2 separate regions of the Anser cygnoides genome follow, and region 1 is linked to region 2. Evidence: chromatin contacts called from public Hi-C data. All regions are on one chromosome and are shown on one strand. Each heading gives the region's core, a stretch centred on a gene start, on an enhancer-like site or on the middle of the called end of the contact. The rest is flanking DNA. Distances are from core to core; before and after follow the strand shown. Region 1 overlaps TAF3 (TATA-box binding protein associated factor 3). Region 2 has its middle 67 kb from the start of PFKFB3.

Region 1 (3,360 bases), core at 17-2,516, 600 kb before region 2:
ATCAGTTCAGCCTCAAGAAGGGCCGATGGCTGGCTTACTTCTGTCCTGCCTCCACCTGCCCATCCGAGGCCCAAAGATCATGCCAGTCAGTGAAAAATTAACGAGTGAGTAAGGACAGGACAGAGAGCTTTTGGTTTCATGCCTATTTTTTTTTTTCTTTTTAAGCAGGGAGAAACTGCAGCTCTGTAATAAATGCATTGAGAAGAACTCATGAGTCACTACCCGTGCAACACGTGCAGCCTATTATAAATAGCTCAGCGTTCACCCTCATGGCTGGTATCAAAGAGAGATTATTTCGTTTTTAAGCAGGGGATTATTTAGGTACAGCTCCTCAGCTCCCTCACAGACTCCTTGTGCTGCAGCAAGTCGCAAGGCCCTGCCATGCATTAAACTGTGCTGTACCTGCGCTGACAGTTGGGTAACTCGGGCAGACAACTCACCACTTCAATCCAGTATCCACAGGAACAGCCAGAAGCACACAGCAGATTATTTAGTAGATATAAACGCCTCGTTTGAGTGCACTTAACTGGGGAAAAAGAGCCTTATTAATGTAGTTTTACCAAGCAGGCAAAAGAAATTTCTTGCTACGGCTGCTCAGAGTCTGCTCCTTTTCCTGGTAATAAATGTCAAGCAAAAAAAAATCAAGTTGGCCTTCATTGGTAGCCAGCAAGTTAATTAGTTTAAAAACATCAGAATTTAAGGTTATCAGGATGTGAAGAGGTACGCTTATAACAAGTGTTACAGGCCCTGAACAGATACTGGTTACAACATTCAACATCTGAGCAGGGAATCAGCTCACTGAAACTGAGCACCAAGACCTAATGCTTTGGTTGAGGTTACTATTATTTGATTGAGGTTATTAAAATTATTTCACTCTTCTAAGTATGTAAAAAATGAAAAAATCTACACGGTAAATTTGGCTGATGCCAGGTCAATCCTCTCCGCTGCGTTAATTCCAGTGAAAAGATCAGCCTGCTGTTGGCACTCTCCAAAGCAGAGATTTGCCGTAACGAAGTTCAGTTTTCCTTTACAGGAGACAGCGCAAGGAAAACTAGAGCAGTTTTTGAGCCAGCTCTATCTTGGCAAAACATTTTGCAAGATCTGTCATTTCGCCTTCTAAGACAACGTTGTGCTCATCAGATCACACTCTGCCTTCATAAATACATGTTTTATTAATATAAAAATTTAATGTGTTAAAATAGATGGGTATTATATTCATAAATTCTTTCATGGTCATATAAAAATAGTCTTTAAAAAATATATTCACGTGATACGAAACCAAACTTTTAATCTTTGCTTCCTGCAAATTTCAGCAGAAAGAAGCCAGAGCATATCCAAGGATTTGTTCAGCATGGGAAATCCAGGGAAAGACTGGTGAAAAACTCGCTTCTACATCCAGAACACCTCCAAGGTAGTTCATTATCTGCTGCTAAAACTAGGAGTGCAATTTAAATTTGTCCTGTTTATAAAACCAGGGGTAAATGTGTTCCGTTACCTCACACAGCTTTACACCTCTGCTGCAACATGCCCCAGTGTCCTCAGTGACTGAAGCTAAGCAATCTGGTTGCTCTTTAAAGCAACGTAATAGAAAAAAAAAATCAGGCTTTTGGGGGCAGAGATCACGACTCCTGTCCTCGTCTGTCCGATCAATAACATTGCTCACACAAACACGGTGGCAACCGGACTCTTGGACTGGCTGTGCGAGGCTGGGAGGCAGAACAAGCCGCGTTCTACACGTCCACGACCAACTGCTCTGCTGCCAAGCTGTTAGCTAAACTCACAGCAAACACGGCTGCCTTCACGGGATGGTTACCCCTGCACAACTAGGAAATCACAGCGGTTAAGTCAAAGCCCCACCTGCGCTGCCACTTCTTGCGAGCCCCCGTGGACCCTGGGTGCAAAAAGCAGCAGCACGCGGCAGGGATCCTCTCCCTAAAACATAACGAGGGTAAAAACGGGCATCCTGGCTCTCAGAAACCACACAAGGTCAGCTTGTTTGGTAGCTCCGATGCCTTAATTACATATCCCAGCACCGTGTTCCAAACATTTTAGTGTATAGCCATGTATGGGAGGCACACAGAATAGTGAATAATTTCCTCTCATAAGCTTTCAACAAAAATAAACAGCACAAGACGAAGGCAACCCTTACTTTCCCCCCTGTAAGTTCCCCCTCTCCTCCGCCCCCAGCACAGATATTCCGAGGCATTTCGCAGCATCAAACCCCTCGAGGCCGCTTTGCAAATCCTTTTGCCTTCTATTCACGGCCACGGAAGCTCCCGTCAACCGCAGCTACCGCAAATGCAAAGAAACAACAGCAGAAAAGCACTGAAAATCCTGGACGCAGCTCTCCTAATGGGATGTAACAGCTGGAACAAAGATCTAACACAGCTGGGAAAGCCGTCGCTTCCTTTCGGAGCTGAGAAACCGCGTGAGCAGCGATGACATGCTTCTCAGAGCAATACCACACGGTCTCAGCTACGTCGGGGTAAATCCATCCCCGTTTGAATACAAAGATTACGTCCCCCCAGCTGACAACCCTGCTAACTCGAACCCAACCAGTCTGACTCCGAGATAACGCGCCGACAATGGGGCTGCTACAATTGGGATTTAATTAATGCCACTTCTGCAAAACCATGGCAAAATTCTGCTCATTCATCCCGAGCTGGGTTTGTACGGTAACTTATTTTAGGAGCGAAAGGAGAGGATTCTGAAGAAGCCGTGAGACATCAGCTGAGCGTTAAGAGGTCTTGTCACAAACCTTTTAAAGAAAGAAACGCAGGAATCATTTTGAGAGAGAATGTAAGAAATCCTGTATTGCTGACATGAAAACATATTCCCCTCCTCACTAAATTACACATATACACGTATGTGTGTAATGTGTCTTCCTTCTTCATGCACAGAGGGGAAAAAAGATTTCCTTCCCCCCTTTTTGGGGCACCCAGAGCAAGAGGGGACATTTTATTTCCACTGACTCCCACCGAGTATTTCCAATTCCTCAAGCAACTAAAGGTCAAAGATGGATTTCCACCGCCTCTGCACCTTTTCCTCCCGGGGTTACAAGAGCTGCAGTACCTGTGGCAGAGTCAGCCGCGCCTGGGAGGCAATGCTGCTCCCCAGCTCACCTCCTACACCAGCACCGATCCACCAACACAGCATCAGCCCAGAATTTACACCAACCCCAGGGGAAGGGGCAGCTCTGGCCGAGCCCAGGCTAGCTCCTTTCTCACCCGTAGCCCCGCTGTTCCGAGCTCTCTGTGCTGTCTCCTGTGATGTCCTCACAGAGAGCTCCTATTTGGCTCAGGCACTGCACACCGCTTCGCATCCAACTTTTAAAAACGCTGCCTGCTTCTCCCCCAGATT
Region 2 (3,822 bases), core at 1,078-3,577:
TCATATCTGCCAGCTCCACGTAGACCTTTCAGGCCTGGAGCAAGTTCGAGCAAGTGAATCAAGGTCCTGAACTGGGGTGAGATGATGGCCACCTCCAACCCTAAATATCTGAAATTGGAAGGTGCCAAAGGGAGGCAGAATGTGTTGCCAGTAAGCCCCAGAAGCTGTGCAGGCATCTTCACCTGCATGTTCTCAAAGAGCTATGCTATTCATTTAATTTTGTACTCTCCACAATGGCTGCCAGAGATAAGAAAGACCACTTCCCAGTCAGGGCAGGATGTTTTGCAAGCTGCGTAACTCCCCGGGCTCATCTCTGATTCACATTTCTGTATCCTCCAAACCTGAGATTTCAGCTTTTCTGCCCAGCAGGTCCTGTTTCACAGCCTTCAAACTATAGCCTTTACGTAACATGTCTCTATCACGTTTATCACTTACACTGTAGTGCAACCCCTCAGAATTTTACAGAACCATTAAATACCAAAGATGATGACTCTCTGGTAAATAAGGAAGGTGTCAAACATGGGCAGTGTTCTTTGTGCTATGTTCTCCTTTGGCTTTTTATTAGACTAGCAAGAAGGAAGTTTGTAATTGCAATGCCCAAACCACCCAGTTTTCTGCGTGGTCTACAGCGCTACCAACAACAGTGTTTGAAACAGAAAACAAGTCAAGTGAGAAAGGAAACACAGGACAAGTGTAGAGACTTCCTTGTTTTTCTGCCAGACCACTTCCTTCCTGCCCTTCCTTTCTGCTCTCACTAATAACCACAGTCTCTTGCTGTCTTAAGTCTCTCTTCCTTGACTCATCCAGAGCCCAGCTCTTCCAAGCAGACACCAAAATCCCACTTCTGGTTCTCTCTGCCTGGTGGAGCTGGCTGGGGACAAATTCAGGAGCTTGATTTGATTGCTTGTTTTAGTAACATAAAGACATTTATTGCAATTTGAGACACCCTTGAATGCTTGAAACATCTGGAAAGGACTTTCAGATGTTGCACAGCACCTGTGGAAGACCAGGGTACCTGGAGAGACACCTGGAACCCACACAGGATGCCTTTCAAGTGGTCCTAGATACTTATGCGTGGAATTAGCTTTCTAGATCCCAAGATCTAGATACCAAGTAGGGGCAGGATACAGGTGCTTAAACATCTGGAAACTTTTGCAGTGCCCAAAGGTATCTGAGACACTTGCTCAAGACTGACAGATGTGATACAGGAACACAGGGGACATCTGCTCTTCTAGCACAGAAGCTGAAGACCAGGCAGGATTGATCACAGAGACTAAGGTGGCAGCAGACATTGGCATCCAGGCAATTGAAAGCTACCCTAGATGTCCAGTGAGTACTTAGGAGCTCAGACATCAGGCTCACATGAAGACACCAACACTGTAAGTATCCAAAGGAAGAGAGGACAGCCTCCAACAATTTTAGGGGTGCCGATTTTAGCTTAAAAATCACATGGCGAGATAGATGCATGCCCTCTGGGCTAAATAAAAACACTGCAAAGCCCCTTGAGGGTGACTGATCCTTTTAGATGGACAGGTGACCATCTGTGATCGGTCAAGTCCTGGTTTAACCTTCCCGTCGTGTCGTAATACACAGTGTGCCATGTGGTTTGGCTCTCTCCTAGAGAGAGCAATCAGAAATGTTGCTATTATCTCCCATGGCTTTTTTTTTTTTTTTTCAGTTGGGCTACAGGAATGAAAGATATGGCTGGGATTTCAGGGCCACCAAGATATTGGAGCAATCTGAAATCATATGGTGCTAATGAACCAGAGAACTCAATGCTGAAGTTGTCATTTAATCATTAACCATCTTCTGAACTGCATTAATTTGGGCTTCAGAGTTATTACCTTGCAGAAGCCTTTGATCTCAGTTTAGGGTGATTTCAAAATCACTTTCAACATATCAGATATGATGAAGCATCCGAGAAAACCGGTGCTTCCCCTTGTTTTCACTGTGCTTCAAAATGGGACAGAGATTTCTTTAGAGTCAGCCAAAAAAGGAAATTGCAAACACCTGAATTCTTTTTTTAATCAAAGTTTATATTTCTACATGTGCTTACAAGATATTACGACAACCTTTCCTGACTTATCCACCATCAACCTTGAGAGAAACAGCCTTCCAGAGCCTACCAGAAGTTGGCATGAGGCAGAAATAAGCCCCATAAGAGGTCAGAGAAGGTTCAAAAGAGCAAAATGAGGACAAAAAGGAAGAAGAACCTGAAACAACAATGCAAAATCATGGGACTGAGCAGCGAGGCATGTGAGATGCAACTGAATCCACTCACTTCAGACCTTGTCGGAGGGTTATGTTGTCGAGGCCATGCAGATGTAGGAGTCAGTGGGAGAAGGAGCCACACGTGGTAGGGGGACGGGCAGCAGAAGAGGGGATGGCATGCTCTGATAGCAGTGACTGCAGTTTCTGGCTGCCTAAACCATTTAGATCTGGACTTCTTGGGTCCCTCTACATCTCTGGGCACAGTTTTGCCTCTTTCCCTTGGGGCTGTGCATGCTTGGGGATGAAGGTTTGCTCTTAGTTTGTCCAGAGAAGTGTCAAACAGCAAAGAGATCCCCATGCCACAGGGCCCCCAGTCCCATGGCTACCACAGGACACAGAAAATATCATGATTTGAGTAGACCAAAAGCACTGTATCCACATTCCCTCTTCTCTCCCACTAATTCATTGCCAAACTTTTCCTTCACTCTGGCTAGTGCATGCAGCATTGGTCCTGCCTTCAGCCTAGGTGTGGTGCAGTGTAGACAGAACCATGGGAAGTGGAGATGAGTCAGCTCCTGGCCGTGGTTCTTTATGTTTCACATACACATCAGCTGCAAAAGACATCCTCAGAAGTTAAAGAGCTAGTTATTTCAGACCAAACTATGAGGAAAGAGAGAAGGAAGGAAGGAAGGAAGGAAGGAAGGAAGGAAGGAAGGAAGGAAGGAAGGAAGGAAGGAAGGAAGGAAGGAAGGAAGGAAGGAAGGAAGGAAGGAAGGAAGGAAGGAAGGAAGGAAGGAAGGAGGGAAGGAAAAGAAAGAAAGAGAGAAAGAGAGAAGGAGAGAAAGAGAAAGAAAGAAAGAAAGAAAAAGAAAGAAAGAGAGCGAGAGAGAGAGAGAGAAAAAGAAAGAGAAGGAAAAAGAAAGAAAGAAAAAGAGAAAGAAAGAAAGAGTGAGAGAGAGAGAGAAAAAAGAGAAAAAGAAAGAAAGAAAGAAAGAAAGAAAGAAAGAAAGAAAGAAAGAAAAAGAAAGAAAGAAAGAAAGAAAAGAAAAAGAAAGAAAAAGAAAGAAAGAAAGAAAGAAAGAAAGAAAGAAAGAAAGAAAGAAAGAAAGAAAGAAAGAAAGAAAGAAAGAAAGAAAGAAAGAAAGAAAGAAAGAAAGAAAGAAAGAAAGAAAGAAAGAAAGAAAGAAAGAAAGAAAGAAAGAAAGAAAGAAAGAAAGAAAGAAAGAAAGAAAGAAAGAAAAAGAAAGAAAGAAAGAAAGAAGGAAAGAAGCAGTCATGTGTCAATGATAAACACAAAATGAGTCACGCCGTAAGAGGCTGCACCTGAAAGGAAATCTAAAACAGCAACTTCCTCCTCGCTGCGGGCTGCAGTTTGCTGCTGCATACAAGGAGTAGAGATAGAAAAGTGAAAACGTCTGCTTTCTGCCTCATGGTCAGACATAACCAGTGTTATAACCAGAGCCGTGCAAAGGCCCCATCCTTCATTTCCCCAGCCAGGGCTGCAGTTGTAGAAGAAAAAAATAATAAATTTCTCCATGCGAGTAAAAGCTTTGCATCAAAACTATGTGATGTTGCCAGTGACGGCAGGCTCGACCACAGCCGAAGTTCCCA

What was found. Hi-C and Micro-C count contacts between places; a contact is called where the count stands out from the background.
Region 1: a contact with region 2 is called in a Hi-C map of liver, with 10 times the contacts expected there. The contact joins two enhancer-like sites. A contact is called at or near these places in 2 of 7 Hi-C or Micro-C datasets (both in liver).

Annotation. Positions count from the first base shown.
Region 1 is chr1:4,689,742-4,693,101 of Taihu_goose_T2T_genome, reverse strand. The region is part of intron 1 of TAF3 (TATA-box binding protein associated factor 3); the gene reads right to left. Among named protein-coding and RNA genes, the nearest start is that of TAF3, 5.3 kb to the right of the region's middle. Within about 2 kb of position 1,266, at least 2 of the 3 cell types and tissues checked have open chromatin away from gene starts, as enhancers often do. A contact at or near this core is called in liver, where this site is marked.
Region 2 is chr1:4,087,361-4,091,182 of Taihu_goose_T2T_genome, reverse strand. No RefSeq gene overlaps it. Among named protein-coding and RNA genes, the nearest start is that of PFKFB3, 67 kb to the right of the region's middle. Within about 2 kb of position 2,327, at least 1 of the 3 cell types and tissues checked has open chromatin away from gene starts, as enhancers often do. A contact at or near this core is called in liver, where this site is marked.